Regions from separate parts of the Zea mays genome. Here region 2 is linked to region 1. The links are chromatin contacts, called in public Hi-C maps. All regions are on one chromosome and are shown on one strand. The core of a region is the stretch at or near the end of the contact, and the rest is flanking DNA. Distances in the headings are between cores, read along the strand shown.

Region 1 (6,812 bases), core at 2,207-4,706:
CGTGGAGCGGGGGGGCTGGGCAGTGGACACTGAAGTGTGGGCCGAGGCGAGTTCGCGGTTTGGGGGGCTGACCTGTGGGGCCGCGCCGCAAGAGGAAACGAGCCGCCACGCGCAGCTCAATGCCTGCCCCCTAGCGTCGCGCAACGGACCACGCTTCGACGGGGGGCACGGGCAGTAGCAGTGACACAGTGGGGTATGGCGACAGACAGCAGCCCTTGAGCAACTCAGGAGCCAGAGATTACAACCAAACTAAATACTAGGGGTTTGTAAAGTATATTTTACTTGTACGAGTTGGTTGTTAGATAGATATTTGCTCGCGTTGGAAGCATATGCATGCAGCTTGATTTTTGTGTGTGTGTGTTCCAAACCAAAAGTACAGAGTTTTTGGCTTGTGATGATACCACTTGCGAAGATCGGAACGAAGCTAAAGCCTAACAAAAAGTACTCGGTCGTGCGCGCGGCTGTAATGTAAGCATCTATCGTGCCTAATGGAGATCCTACTTCTCCGGAGCTGAATCATGGGAGCGGAGCGGCTGTCAGCAATCAGGAAAAGGGACAGGACAAACAGCCGCCAGTCGGCCAGTGCAGGCGTGACAAATCCGAGCGGTTATTTAATCTGATCTCGTCGAATTAAAATGGGGGGCAGGCTGAGTTGGCGCCGCTGAAGAAAGTACGTACTCCCACTACAGGCCGGCTGCTAGCAGTGGTGCGTTTCGTTTCTAGTTTCAGAGGACTGCTGTACCTGGTGGCGGGTGCATTGAACACCGACGACTCATGCAGGTGTGTGCTCACCTCTCTCTGACTCTCTCTCTCTCTCTCTCTCTCTCTCTCTCTCTCTCTCTCTCTCTCTCTCTCTCTCTCTCTCTCTTAAGGAAAATAGTTAACTGCTAAACAACAGTAGAGTAGATCCAACCATCTCAGCTAGTAGTGCGTGCCGTCGCACAGTACTTAAATTCACCCACGTGATCACAATATTCAATACTGTTGTGTCGCCGCAAGCGTTACGTACAGGTACAGCTGACCTGATGTCTACTAGTAACGCGCAACAGAGTTTGGCCATAAACAAGTTGCCCGTAACCATTGGATGGGAGGTACTCCCGAGGTGAAACCCTATACAAACCCTGACCTGCTAGTTTGGTCTACTCTCTATTCATCGCTGATTATTCTATCACCTATGCACCTATACTGTGCACTACAGTGACAGCACCATTCCTTGTACGGTAGGCGGAGGGAGAGAGAGAGACACGCATGGCACGTGAAGGGCAGGCCCGCAGAGAGACCGCGGCCGTCCGTTTTGGCGAGGCTAGCAGCTAGCTGGCCGGCCGCCGGCGCGCGCAGTGGGATCCGCGCGGCCAGAACTCGCGGCGAGATTCCCGTGTCGAGGCTGCATGTCGATGGTGGGTTTGGTTGGTCCTCGCGGAAAGTCGTGAGCGCGATTCTCGAGGGACCGATCGGCCTGTGTGTGTGTGTGTTCAGTACTCCTTCAGTGCCCACCACTGGGCACTGGTCCACTGCCTAGAGCCCAAGATCGTCCTGGATCTCCTGGTCAGTCTCGCTGGCCCTACGGACAGATCCACGGTGAATTCCAAGTTTCCAACCCATAGCCGGCTTTACCGGAACGCCCTGTGAGATCTTGCTAGGTTATTTACTTATTTCTATTCTACGTGGATTCGATCAGATTGAAAATAATTATGAATTTTTTTAACTTGCTTATGATTTAAATGCACACAATCCATGTGAATTGAGAACAAAACAAGCAAACTCTCGAATTGTTACTACTGTGCTGGACAGCCGCAGCTACCTACACGTACTGCCACGTAACGGTAAAGCATCTCCTCTGCGCGACTGCAATGCGTGCTCGAGCACGGTCAAAATCGTCCTGTAATTGAAACGCCAAAAATGTGTTCTGTTGCTTCTGGATGCATTGATTTTATTTTCTATCTAGAAATACTAAAACGCCCTGTAATTGAAACAGAACGAGAGTGATTATATAATAATATCAAGGAAAGAGAATTAAGAGAATGTGTATCACGTAATAAATAAATATACGTCCAAAGACTGCCCATTGTTTATCTCGTGCAATATATTTTTGCACGAGCAAAACACTATCTCAGCTCGAGCTCGGGCAGACTAATCAGGGTAGGAGCAATCAAGTATGGCAATGTCGTAGGTGCCCATGCAGCCGTGCTAGCTTGTCTAAAGTACAGTGCAGAAAATAGCCTAGCAGTGTCCGGTCCCTTTCCTGAGCAGAAGGCCGGAAACGGTTTGAACGTGACACACGTTGGGGCTTGGACCGGGGGTTTCTACATACAACAGTACTACGTCGTGACTCACGACGACACGAACGGAGGACGGCCGGACGATCGAGCTGAAGCTGGGTGACGTGTCTATGCTAGCTAGGCCTAGCATTACTAATTGTCTTTCTTTTTCTTTGCCGCAATCTGGTTGGCGCTAAGCACGCTTGCTCACGGTGACGACGCAGGAGATAAGGCTATCTTGCATTCTTGCTAGAAGGCATAACATTATTATCTCTTCTCTCTCGCGTACGTACGCTACCTTGATCAGATTAGCTTGAGACGCGTAATGAGCCTGGCACCTGGTTGTATATGACGACTTGACGCGTTCTTTAGCTACGACGCAGGAAGCCAGGAAGTACGCATGCATGCATCCATTCCGGATTGGCTTCTTTAATTTCTGACTCCGCCGCGCGCTGACCGTGGCCGTGGGCCCGTGGCTGCAGTGCGCTCAGGATGCCACGCCCACGCTAGAGAACGCGCTCGATCGCCAGCTTGAGGGCATCGTCTCGTGCGTGCGCTGCAGCAGTGGTGCCGGAGGGAAAACTCGGGTGTACGTATGCGTGTACGATTTGAGGTGCCATCGGGAAAACTGGCGACTCCTTCCAGCTAGCCGCAGCACATTTTTAACAAATTGAATTGGGACTGATGAGCACGCGCGCGCCCGAGTTTAAGCAAGCAATGGCTGGATACGTATGCGTTGCGTGTACGATTTGGGTGTCATCTGCTCTGATTTTGATCTTGACGTCATCGTGTCTGTGACATCAGAGATGATCCGATCGGAGGCGGCTGGGGGTTCGGTTGCTATGCTAGAGTCCTGTCCAGCTCATTAGCTCAAGCGCCTGCCTTGCCTTACCCACCCGGCCCCCGTGATCTCTACCGCGCTAGTGCTGCTGACTCACCATCGCTCGCCTCGCCTCTGCATGTGAAGCACGCGCTACCGCTGCTGACTCATCGTTGCCTCGCCACTGCATGTGAAGCATGACACGGCATGGTAGGGGCCTTTTTTTTGGTTGATTTCCGGTATGGTAGCTAGGGGGCTAGGGGCAAGCAGAGCTGGAAAAAAAAATGGATTCTGCAACGCCGCCAACTGGGCCAGTACTCAGAACCGACCGAAATCATGAAAGCCCATGGTTTCAATCCAAACGGGCTTCTTCAACTTCGGGCCGAAGAGTAAGGACCATCGGCGGCCCCCCACCGGCAATCGTGCTATTCAGTCGGCCTGGCTACGTTCCTGACTGGGAAAAAAGGGTTTTCTCCGGCCGTTACCCCGAGGAGCCATTGGCAATTTTGCCATTATCATTTGTGGGCTTCGCCAAGCCGTCCGCCGCCACTCGACCACCACCGCCGCCGCGGCGCCGCCGACGCCGACCACAACCACTCGCGGTTACTACCGCCTCCGCCCCCCGCTGCTTCTCGTCTCCGCGCAGCCGTCCGATGGCCAAGCGGCTCGCCGGCGCCGACAAAGAGGTAGGGGGCGGCGCGCCAACAGAGCAGCCCACCGGGACCGGGCAGGCCGCCTCGTTTCGCTCACCCGTTCCGTCTGCGCCAGGTGCTCGTCGAGGTGGTGAGGTTCACGCAGAAGAGCGGCCTGAGGGGCTGTGACGGCGGCTGGAAGGATTTCCTGGCCCGGAACGACAGGAAGTTTGGCGCGTCGGTCAGCGACCCCAGGAAGCGCTCCAGGGATGTGCTGCTCGCCTTCCTGCAGACCTTCCCCAAGGATTTCCAGAAGGTTGGTCACTCTTTTTTGTTTCTTCTTCAGACTTCAGTTCAGCATGCCCGGCTTCACTGCTAGCTGCTGTGGTGTGTAAGCGGTTTCCTCCCGGTCTGTTTTGAGAGTTTAAACCTTGCTACGTTCTGGTTCCAGTACTTCGGCAAATTAGTGAAGCGTCATAATGAAAGAAGTGCTGTTCAGCAGTATGTGGCTGATTTCCCCGACGAAGTTTCTCCCCAGCAGGTGATGTGTATGCTAGATCATGCGGTTTTTGTTTTTAGAATTTCTAAGTTACATTGAAAGGGTTGATGCCTGGGTGTCAAGCATCAGTTGGTCGACAGTTGTATTGATGTACATGCTAAATGCAGAAACTTGTTCAACTGACGGCAGAGCACCCAGAGTACAGAAAACACTACTGCTTCCCATCGTACCAGGAGGTATGAACTTTTCTGTGCTGTTAATCCACGAATGATGATTAAGCCCTTTTTGGATTGTACACTTTCGTTGGTGATCTTCCTTTGATATGTCCTGTTCATGTTTTGGTGACCAATTCTTAAAACATTGGAGTCCACTAATCTTCATGATATACTACCTCATTTTTGAACTAAAACACGACAAATAAAAAAGAACGGAGGGAGTACTTTGCCTAAAGTTGCACCTTGTCTTGTACTCTTCACAAAGACATGCTTTTTGCTACTCGAAATTCTAAACTGTCATCTCCATAATGGATGAACCAAATTTGTATCCATATTGTATTTTCTTGTCTCGTAATTGATAACAATGAAACTGATCAATAACGAGCTATTAATGGTATTTTCAGGCGTCGAAAGTATTGCAGATAGATGTCTCTAGTTTAACGAGCTCAAGTGCTATGTTGTCAATTGACTGTGAGATGGTCCTTTGCAGTGATGGCACAGAGGCTGTGGTCAGAGTATGTGTTGTAGACGACAAGCTTAAGGTAGTATGTTATTTACTCACAATATAAGTTTGTTGTGTAAGATTCACGGAACTATCTAGTGCATTAATGATAATAGCTATCACATTACTGTAAAGTTAGACGGATCCAATAAAGTTCCTGTCAATACTTACACAATACATATTTGCTTGTCATTGATTCTAAATCATGTCACAGCTTTTCATCTTTGTTCTATGGTCTCAATAAATTCTCCCTTTTCTTCTCCAGGCTAAGTTGGACATACTTGTAAACCCATCGAAGACTGTTGCTGACTATAGGACACACATCACTGGTGTATCTAAGAAGGATTTAGAAGGAGTCACATCATCATTAGTTGATGTTCAGGTATATTGTCTTTAACCTCTATGTATTTTCTATGAATATATTATCTCATGGAAGTTATATTCCTTTTCTAGAAATCGCTGAAGAGAATGTTATCCAAAGGAAATATTTTGATTGGCCATAGCTTACATAGAGATTTATGCGGTAAGGTGTGGTTTTTATTTTGTGTCTGATCTATCTGATGTGTCAATCGGATGTGTACTTTGCGTTTAGTTGAACATGCTTCTTTACTGTTTTTAGTACCATTTAATTCAATTGGTCTCATTATTTTCTCTTTTGCAGCCTTAAAGATTGATTACTCTCAAGTTATTGATACAGCATACATATTTAAGTATGCAAATTTACCAACTACTGCATCACCTTCCTTGAACAGTCTGTGCAAGGTATTGGCATAAAGTCACAACAGTGTCTGCCTTATCTGCTTTTGTTTTTCGAGTTGAAGTTTTGATTGATGGTGCCAGTTAAAACTTAAGGCCTGTTTGGCATGAGTGCATGACTCCAGAGCAAAACTCCAAGGAGGAGCTGGCCAGAGCATGCCAAACACCCTAACTCCAGAGTTGTAAACTCTATGGAGTTTTTGGAGCTGCAGTACAATTTTTTGGAGTACCTCTTTTGCTGCTCTGAAAACTCCAAAAAAGCAACCTAGTCATAGAGTTTTGAGTTATTTACCCGCCATTGCCACTGGTTATGAGAAACAATCTAAACTCTGGAGCAGAGCTGCTCCACCCAGAGTTTTAGAGTAGAGCTGCTCTGGGGTGGAGCAGAGCCATGCCAAACACACCCTTAGTTTCAGAATAGTGACTGTGAACACACTTTGTCTTTCCTATTTCTCCCCTGAGTTTTATACACAATAGTGCTTGATATAACTATATGTATGGTATTTCCTACTTCTGTTTTAGCGGGGTTAATTTTCAATGATATGTGATTGTATGTAACTATGAATGGTGCCTTAATCTGTTTATTCTTTGTCTTCTTAGGCTATTTTGGGGTATTCAGTTCGAGAAGAAGGAGAACCACATAATTGCTTGAAGGATGCAGAAGCTGCGATGAATCTAGTTCTTGCAAAGCTTAAGAATGAGTTTAATGACCCCATTGAAATTGCTGCAAGTAGTGTAAGCGACGAAAAAAATTATGTTCTTAAATCTCACCATTAGTATAGATGATGCCGCCTTACTTCTTTGTGGTACCTTCCTAGGTAACTGAATCTGATGTGGTGAAGTTGCTCGCTCATAGAATTCCAGTGTACCTGCCTTGTCAAGAGCTGTGCAAAATTTTCTCTGGGAACCCCAATATTGATGACAAGGTTACCTTAAAAGTTTTATTTGTTCACCAAATATGTGTGTTTTTATGCAGTTATTTAATAACACTATTCCACTACTTTCCTTTTCAACAGATTGATTCGAGAATACGAGGTGAATTTTATTCCACATGTATTTCATTCAATGACGTAGATGAGGTGGACAAGGCATTTGAAGAACTGGATGGCCAAAAGACCAAGGTGCACAAC
Region 2 (6,812 bases), core at 1,129-3,628, 750 kb after region 1:
CCCCCGGCCCCACTCACTTTTTGGTGTTATTCAGATTCCTGGTGAGCAAAGTTCTGGTGTTATTCAGATTCCTGGTGCTTTATTATTACGGCCGTATTTTTTAGGGTGTCCTTGTCGTTCGAGCGCTGCTGATTCGTGCAGCTGGCGATTGCCAACAGTGAACCAATAAGCAACAGGGGCCCGCGTCGCAACTTGCCAGACCAGCCGCAGGATTCTCCGACGTTGCCTTGTGCTACAAGTCTGGACTCGTGCTGCAGGCTGAGGCTGCTGGCACAATCCACAGGCGAAATGGCCCGGGGTATATAGTATAGCTAGCTGTATACTGTGCGTGCTTTTTTATCCCCGTGGCAGATACAAGCTATCCAAACAACTCTAGGTCTCTGCTGGCTCATTAACTTGTTCAATTTAGTAGTTTTAAAATGGCATGCGCATATGTTACTGATTATGGGCTACCAATAATACCGTACTTTTAAATTGAGCAGGATATAGTGCGCATAAGATGAGGTCTAAAAGACAGTCAGCCATATCAAAGGGTTTATTGCTCCGACTCCGAAACGCTAAATCTTTGCGTACGTGTCTGTGGAGTCTGGACGGCAGCTGCTCTAGCTGCATGCAATGCAGCTAGCTCATCACATGCGTGACGTATGGTGCCTAGCCTGTGAAATGAGGGCCAGCGCGCGCGTAGCGCAGTTGACCACGTGACAGTAGTGCGTGACCAGCAGACATGTACCACCAGCCCGGCCCTCTGCCTAGCAGTAGCAGCGACGACGACGAGCCGACACGACACGGCTGCATGCAGCAGCTGGCCGAAGACGTCATGGCGCCAGTACGTACACAGCACGTACGTTGAATTGCTTGAGTGAAGAAACACTAGCTAGCGCGCGCGCGCGTCGGTTGGCCGCACGCATGCATGCATGCGCAGTGCACGGTCGACCACCGACGGACCGCGAGCCGGAGCTCTGCCCGGCAGGTCTCGCGCGCTCAACAGGCACTCAGGGCAGTTCCTCCGGCCTACTGCCCGGCCGACACATGACATGAGCGAGCCCCGTAGAAAAAAGAACACGAGTAGCCAGCCAGCCAGCAGTGGCCCTCCCGTGAAGGAATGGGCGGGCCAGACCGGCCGGCGACGTTACGTGACAACTGGACCTCGCAACGCGTGGGGCCCCATTCGACGTAGAGTCGTAGACGACAGCGCGTACGGCCTGATAGTGATAGGTCAACCTGTACATGCATGCTCCTCTCCTCACATGTCCCATACTGGCATATGCCATGTGGCAGCAATCAAGCAAGCTGCATCGTCCAGACGTCCACTCGCGCGTCGTCGGAGCTCCGATCCGGCGGTCTATCTGGCCCGAGATGCCGGCCGGCGGATCGGATGGAGCATGGGACAGCGGCGCCGCGCGCGCCAGGAGGACGCGAGGCTTGACGGCGTCCGCCCTGCGACCTGGAGCATGGGCGCAGGAGGACGAGGCGAGGCCGTGTGTGGCTGGCGTGGGAAGCGGCGCAGCTGATGGCCCGCCCCGGAAGCAACACCTTCCTTCCTCTTTCCCTCACGCAAGCGCGGCCTGCGCCTGCCTACGTGCCGCTCCCGCTCCCGCTCCGCTTTACCCGACCCGCCCGGGGGGCCGGGGATCCTCTGCGGCCGTGGTGGCCGGCCGGCGTCAACGTCCGCTAGTACACGCACGAGTCGTGAAGGCCATCACGCTACGCTACGCTACGCATTGCTCGGTGACGTTCTTCTCGGCGACTAACTGCGAGTCGTCCACGAAAGCCACGTACTTGCTCGTGGTACGGTTAGTTACCGGCTTCATTTAAGCTAAGCACCGGCTTCATCAGCAGTGGTACTATACGCTGTATGTGCGCGCTATCCCTCTCATTGCTAGGTCAGTCGCACCTACTATCTCTCTGCTCTCGCATACATATGTGCTGCATGCTGACGTACCATGACACCACCATAGTCCATAGCCATGGCCGGCCGGCGGTCCCTCGACCGTATTCGTACGGGGTACGTACGTGCCTACTTCTACCTACGTACGCGCGCCCAGCTGGGCCAGTGTCGTCGTCGCAGCGACGGAAGAGGAGCACGGGGGATAGCTAGGCTAGGGGCCGGAAAAGACGCGTGATGCAGCACATCAAGCACGCGTACGACGCCGCGCAGTCGCGGGTCCGTCGTGGTCTCGCTCTCGCGTCCTAGCAGCCACAGCCCACAGGTGGCACGGACACGGTAATAAAGCGACGACTGCGACGATCCGTCCAGGTCCAGGTCCAGGTCCAGGTCCGGTACCCATCCATCCGTCGCGGGCCGGCCGATCCCTTTGGCTTTTAATGCAGCCTTTTTGTCCCTTAAAAAGCAACCACCAGCCGCTCGATCCCGCCTTGGATCGATCGGTCACGCTTCCTTTCCTTGCTCAGCTAGCTTGTGCTCCTAAAGCTTTGTCATGGCGGCGTCCCGCTCGCCCAAGGCCGCGAGGGAGGCGGCCGCCGTGGACGCCAACACCACGTTCGTGCAGGCCGACCCCGCGACGTTCCGCGCGCTCGTGCAGAAGCTCACGGGCGCCGCGCCAGCAGCAGGCGGGACGACGACAGCGACAGCGCCGAAGCAGGAGGACGACGACGACGCGGCTGCGGTGACCGTCGCGCACGCGCCGAGGCGGCCGAAGCTGCAGGAGAGGCGGCGCGCGGCGCCGGCCAGGCTGGAGCTGTCGCCGGCGTCGTTGTACTGCTACCACCACCACCACGCCCACTCCCGCTACGGCCACGGGCTCATCATGCACTCGCCAGTGTCGCCCATGGACGCCTACATGGTGCTGGCGGCCTCCGCGTCGCCGTCGCCGTCGCCGTCGCCGTCGAGCGGCGGCGCGGTGGTGACGATAAGCAGGGAGGAGGAGGAGCGGGAGGAGAAGGCCATCGCCTCCAAGGGCTTCTACCTGCACGCGTCGCCAAGGGGTGGTGACGGCGACCGGCCCAGGCTGCTGCCGCTGTTCCCCGTCCAATCACCCAGGATCAGTGAACTCCGGCGAGGCTAGCAAGCTAGTCATGTGTGGCTAATTCACCGTTAGTGACATATATATATGCATGTACCGCCTATATATATATTTGCGCTAGAACTTGATGGTGTTAAAATTTCATGGTTGCAACGTACGTACTACGCCTTGTTAGTTTTTGTAGCCGGTAAATCTCTAGCTAATTAATCCTCTGCCACATCTGAATCTGGATCTAATATATAATCACGCATGCAATGTCTCTCCCGTACGTCTTGTGTTGTGTGTGGTGTGTGCTCCACTAGCATGCAGCCATGCAGGTCAGCTTCTGGTTCCTGGGATCCATCCAATGCAACCAACTGCATCTGCATGTCATTTGCCCAAAATTAAAGGCGTGCCACGTAGGTGATCGATCCGACGCCAATGCTTCAATGCCATGCCAACGTAGACGTACGTCAAGTTTATTCCTGCTGTGGCCTGTGGGACAAGAACTGGATGAGGCAAACATCTTTTTTTTTATTGATTTTATTGCGTAAGAGGAAGAGGGAATATATATACACATAGAGACACAGACAATGGGACCGGTCGACATCTGCACGAACCTAGCTTGTCACTAGCGTCATGCTGTGGGAAGTATAGTGTAGGAGCCACAGGGACTGGTTGCAGTCACGGGCGCCATTGCATTTGCATGCCGCAGACGAAGCGATGGATCGGAGTCGGAGGAGAGCTACTCATCATCGCTGCTCACATGATTTGTACATGTTGGGAACGAACATGTATGTACGTATAGCCTATGCGCGCGCACATACGCGGCTACGCCGTTTGCGCGTATATATATATACTCGCGGTTCCGTCTTCGGCTTTCCCTCTTGCGCCTTCTACGTGTCCCTCCCCTCCTACAAATCATCTAGTTATAAAGTCATAGCTTTAAGGAGTCCTTCGTTATAATTGCCTTTCTAAATTTTGTTTTCTTGATGTTGCTGGTGAACTACTTGATCTTCCTCAGTCTCTAAACCTTGACCTTCTAAACATTTTTCTAAAACACCATACAGGGCATCATTCCACTCCAAACATCGCATGCATCAGACAGTATTCTATTGGAACAGTACACCAAACAGTATAAACATAGGATAAAAAGGTTATAAAACTATTATACGTATTGCTATGAACACGTGAGAGCGCTCAAATCGGATTTAAAACATGAAAGCTATTAATGAGATAAGGATCAAATGGTGGCCTTCCTGTCCCGGAACCAACGCTAGTGCCCAGTAGTAGTGGTATTAGTTCGGAGGTCACCAGGTGCATGCGTGCGTGCGCGTGTGTGTATGTCTGTGCGGGCATGCCCAATAGCTCAAGCCTGCCGGTCTGGTCTCTCCCGCCCCTGTCCGATCGACCAGGCCCGGACCCCCGAGTAATGGACGCGCCTTCAGTAAAACAGCAAACGCCTGCACCCAGTACTACGTGTAAGCAGCATCAGCGTTTCAGCACTGCATGCCATGTCGTAAGCATGCAGGAGGAGTACACAGGTACAGCAGCCAGGGCAGGTCCGCCGACCAGGATCAGAATTCTCACAGAGATGGCCTTGGCACTGGTATAATGTACTGCTCCCTCCGTTTCAAAAACAATATTAATTCTTATTTGTTTCTACTAGTCAAACAACAATTTTAATCTTGATATTCTAATACTAGCAAACTTGGTCCGAACTTGGAATAACAACCATTAATTACATTCTTTTGAAGATCAGGGACGAGGAGCTGGCGCCTGGCGCTGGCCATCGGAAGGCCGGCAGGCGAGTGGCGCTGGCGATGCCTTGCCCAGCCCATGCCCACATCGTGCATGGACTTGGGCCGAGTTGACCTCGCAAGCAGTTATGGCGTGGGGACTGTAGCTAGCTGTGGCTAACGATATGGATGGGGAGGTGGTAGCCCCTGCCCCTGGCCTCTGGTCTCTGGTGCGTGTACTGCAGCGGCTACCGGGCTATTCTGGCCACTGCTGTAGCTGCGACGCCTGCGAGCCAGTTTCAGTGCTCTAGTAGTGTGGAGCAGCAGCAGCTTATTTCGCTGTTCGCTGGATGGAATCATGGAATTCTGATATCGGATGCAATGGACACAATGAGCCGGTTTCAAATTTAAATGCAAAAGAAAAATACGTATGCACAACATATTTTTCAGTCTCGGATGTTGGCTCCCAGCAATGACAGTTTGGAACTGAACTGATTTGATTCACATTTGTGTGGTCTCTGCAGCTACGCTTAGCTGCAGGCTACTCCTTAGACTCGTACAGTATACGTAGCTGCCAACAGCTTTAAAACTGCCGGCCCAGTTCACGCCTGGCCTCAGTGGTCTGGTGATCTGGTCTGCAGCTGCAATTGCTTCACGGTGAAACGCTGCTCCGTCCTCTGACAAGGCATCCAATGACCACACTGAGCAGTCTGGGCACAGGGGAAAGAAGCAATAAAAGACATGCCTTCATGAACAAACTCTTGGCGCCTAGCAGATTCAGTTTCTTCTGCTCTGACAGCATTTGCAGATTGCAACGATAAATCCCCACGACATCTTGAGAAACTGCAGAAACACTAGGGCATAAGAGAAGCACTACTGGGATATTGGATTAACCTAAACATCTGCTTGCTATTTCCTCTGATTCTGTCATATCTAACATACAAAGGAATACTTTATTCAGCGCTACAGCTACTGCAGATTACAGCAGTTTTTTTTTATTATTATTACAAAGGGTATCCTGGAAAATTTTGTACAGTTTGACTACATGCTCGCTGCTCGCTTGGATACGGCAAAATTCTTCTACCAACCCCTAAGCAAAAGCAATGGTCCATCTTCCAAACTATTGCAGGTCTTTGAAAATGCAATGAGACCTTAACTGACAGAGGTGCAAATAGACGGCTGAGAACAGAGGCCGTTTATGGGGTTCATGAATGGCTGGGGCCGCCTTCGACGTTTTGAAACGACTGTAAATCCCTCTGTATCCTTCAGGCCCTTGGGAACCTCCATGGATTTCTCTTGTTTATCTGAATCTTTGCGACCAGAAGCATTCTTGACTAAGTTGCTGCTCTGTTTATTACTAGCTTCATCTGATCCACTTGGCTTCCTCTCTGGTTCAGCTTGGGCGGAACCTAAACTGTCATGCACTGACTTCACAATGAAACTGAGCAAAATTTGCCTTGCAAGTTCTGTTTTGTATGAGTTTCTCACGATGTCTTTCCCTCTGTTTTCCTTTCCTTTACCTGAAACGACTTTCTCAACTTGACCTGCCTTTTCAGTGGCAGGTGTTTCAGCCTTCACTTCATCTGTGGTCTGTGATACAACATCCAGATCAGAATTGGCCACATGATTAGCAGGACTGGGTTCTCTGTCAGCCACATCAGATTGCTGCGAAGTTTTTCCAGGCACAAATTCAGCAGCATGGGGGTTCATGGTTGTGGGGGAGTAACTACCCCTTACAATAGTGCTCTGGCTGTGCGTGTAACCTTGCTTCCTTTGGAAGGAATGCCCAGTACGATAGTACAAGGTGGACCGAGGGCCACGAGGCACTCTAGTGTCAATGGCATGAGGGAGAATCTCCATTGCTTGGTTTGGTACTGCCTGAATAACAGCACTAGCATCATATATTGCCACCGTGCTGTATGGGTGGGACATTGATAAGAGTGATCCTGGATTGAATGGAGGCGCTGAAGCTGACAGTTTGCTTCCAGATGCCTTCTTAGGTGCAGATGGGTTTTCATCACTGTTGCTGTCAGGTGTTTCTACATGACTCTCTAAGTCTTGCTGACTTGAAAGAACCTCTTTGCTACTGTCCTCACTTGGCTTTTCCTTC

Evidence for each region. Hi-C and Micro-C count contacts between places; a contact is called where the count stands out from the background.
Region 2: a contact with region 1 is called in a Hi-C map of endosperm, with 1.8 times the contacts expected there. The contact joins the promoter of LOC100284113 here to the promoter of LOC103645842 in region 1. A contact is called at or near these places in 2 of 25 Hi-C or Micro-C datasets (ear and endosperm).

The regions. Positions count from the first base shown.
Region 1 is chr2:5,291,230-5,298,041 of Zm-B73-REFERENCE-NAM-5.0, forward strand. It overlaps LOC103645842 (small RNA degrading nuclease 1), which reads left to right and starts at 3,457. Exons shown (of 12, transcript XM_008670554.2): 1 at 3,457-3,764; 2 at 3,847-4,026; 3 at 4,162-4,251; 4 at 4,377-4,445; 5 at 4,829-4,966; 6 at 5,192-5,308; 7 at 5,380-5,449; 8 at 5,588-5,688; 9 at 6,283-6,417; 10 at 6,501-6,608; 11 at 6,699-6,803. The coding sequence starts at 3,732.
Region 2 is chr2:6,044,714-6,051,525 of Zm-B73-REFERENCE-NAM-5.0, forward strand. It overlaps LOC100284113 (DNA-binding WRKY), which reads left to right and starts at 2,379. Exons shown (of 1, transcript NM_001157010.2): 1 at 2,379-3,203. The coding sequence starts at 2,439. The coding sequence ends at 3,026. LOC103645852 (protein TSS) reads right to left here. Exons shown (of 23, transcript NM_001353357.1): 23 at 5,641-6,812. The coding sequence ends at 5,855.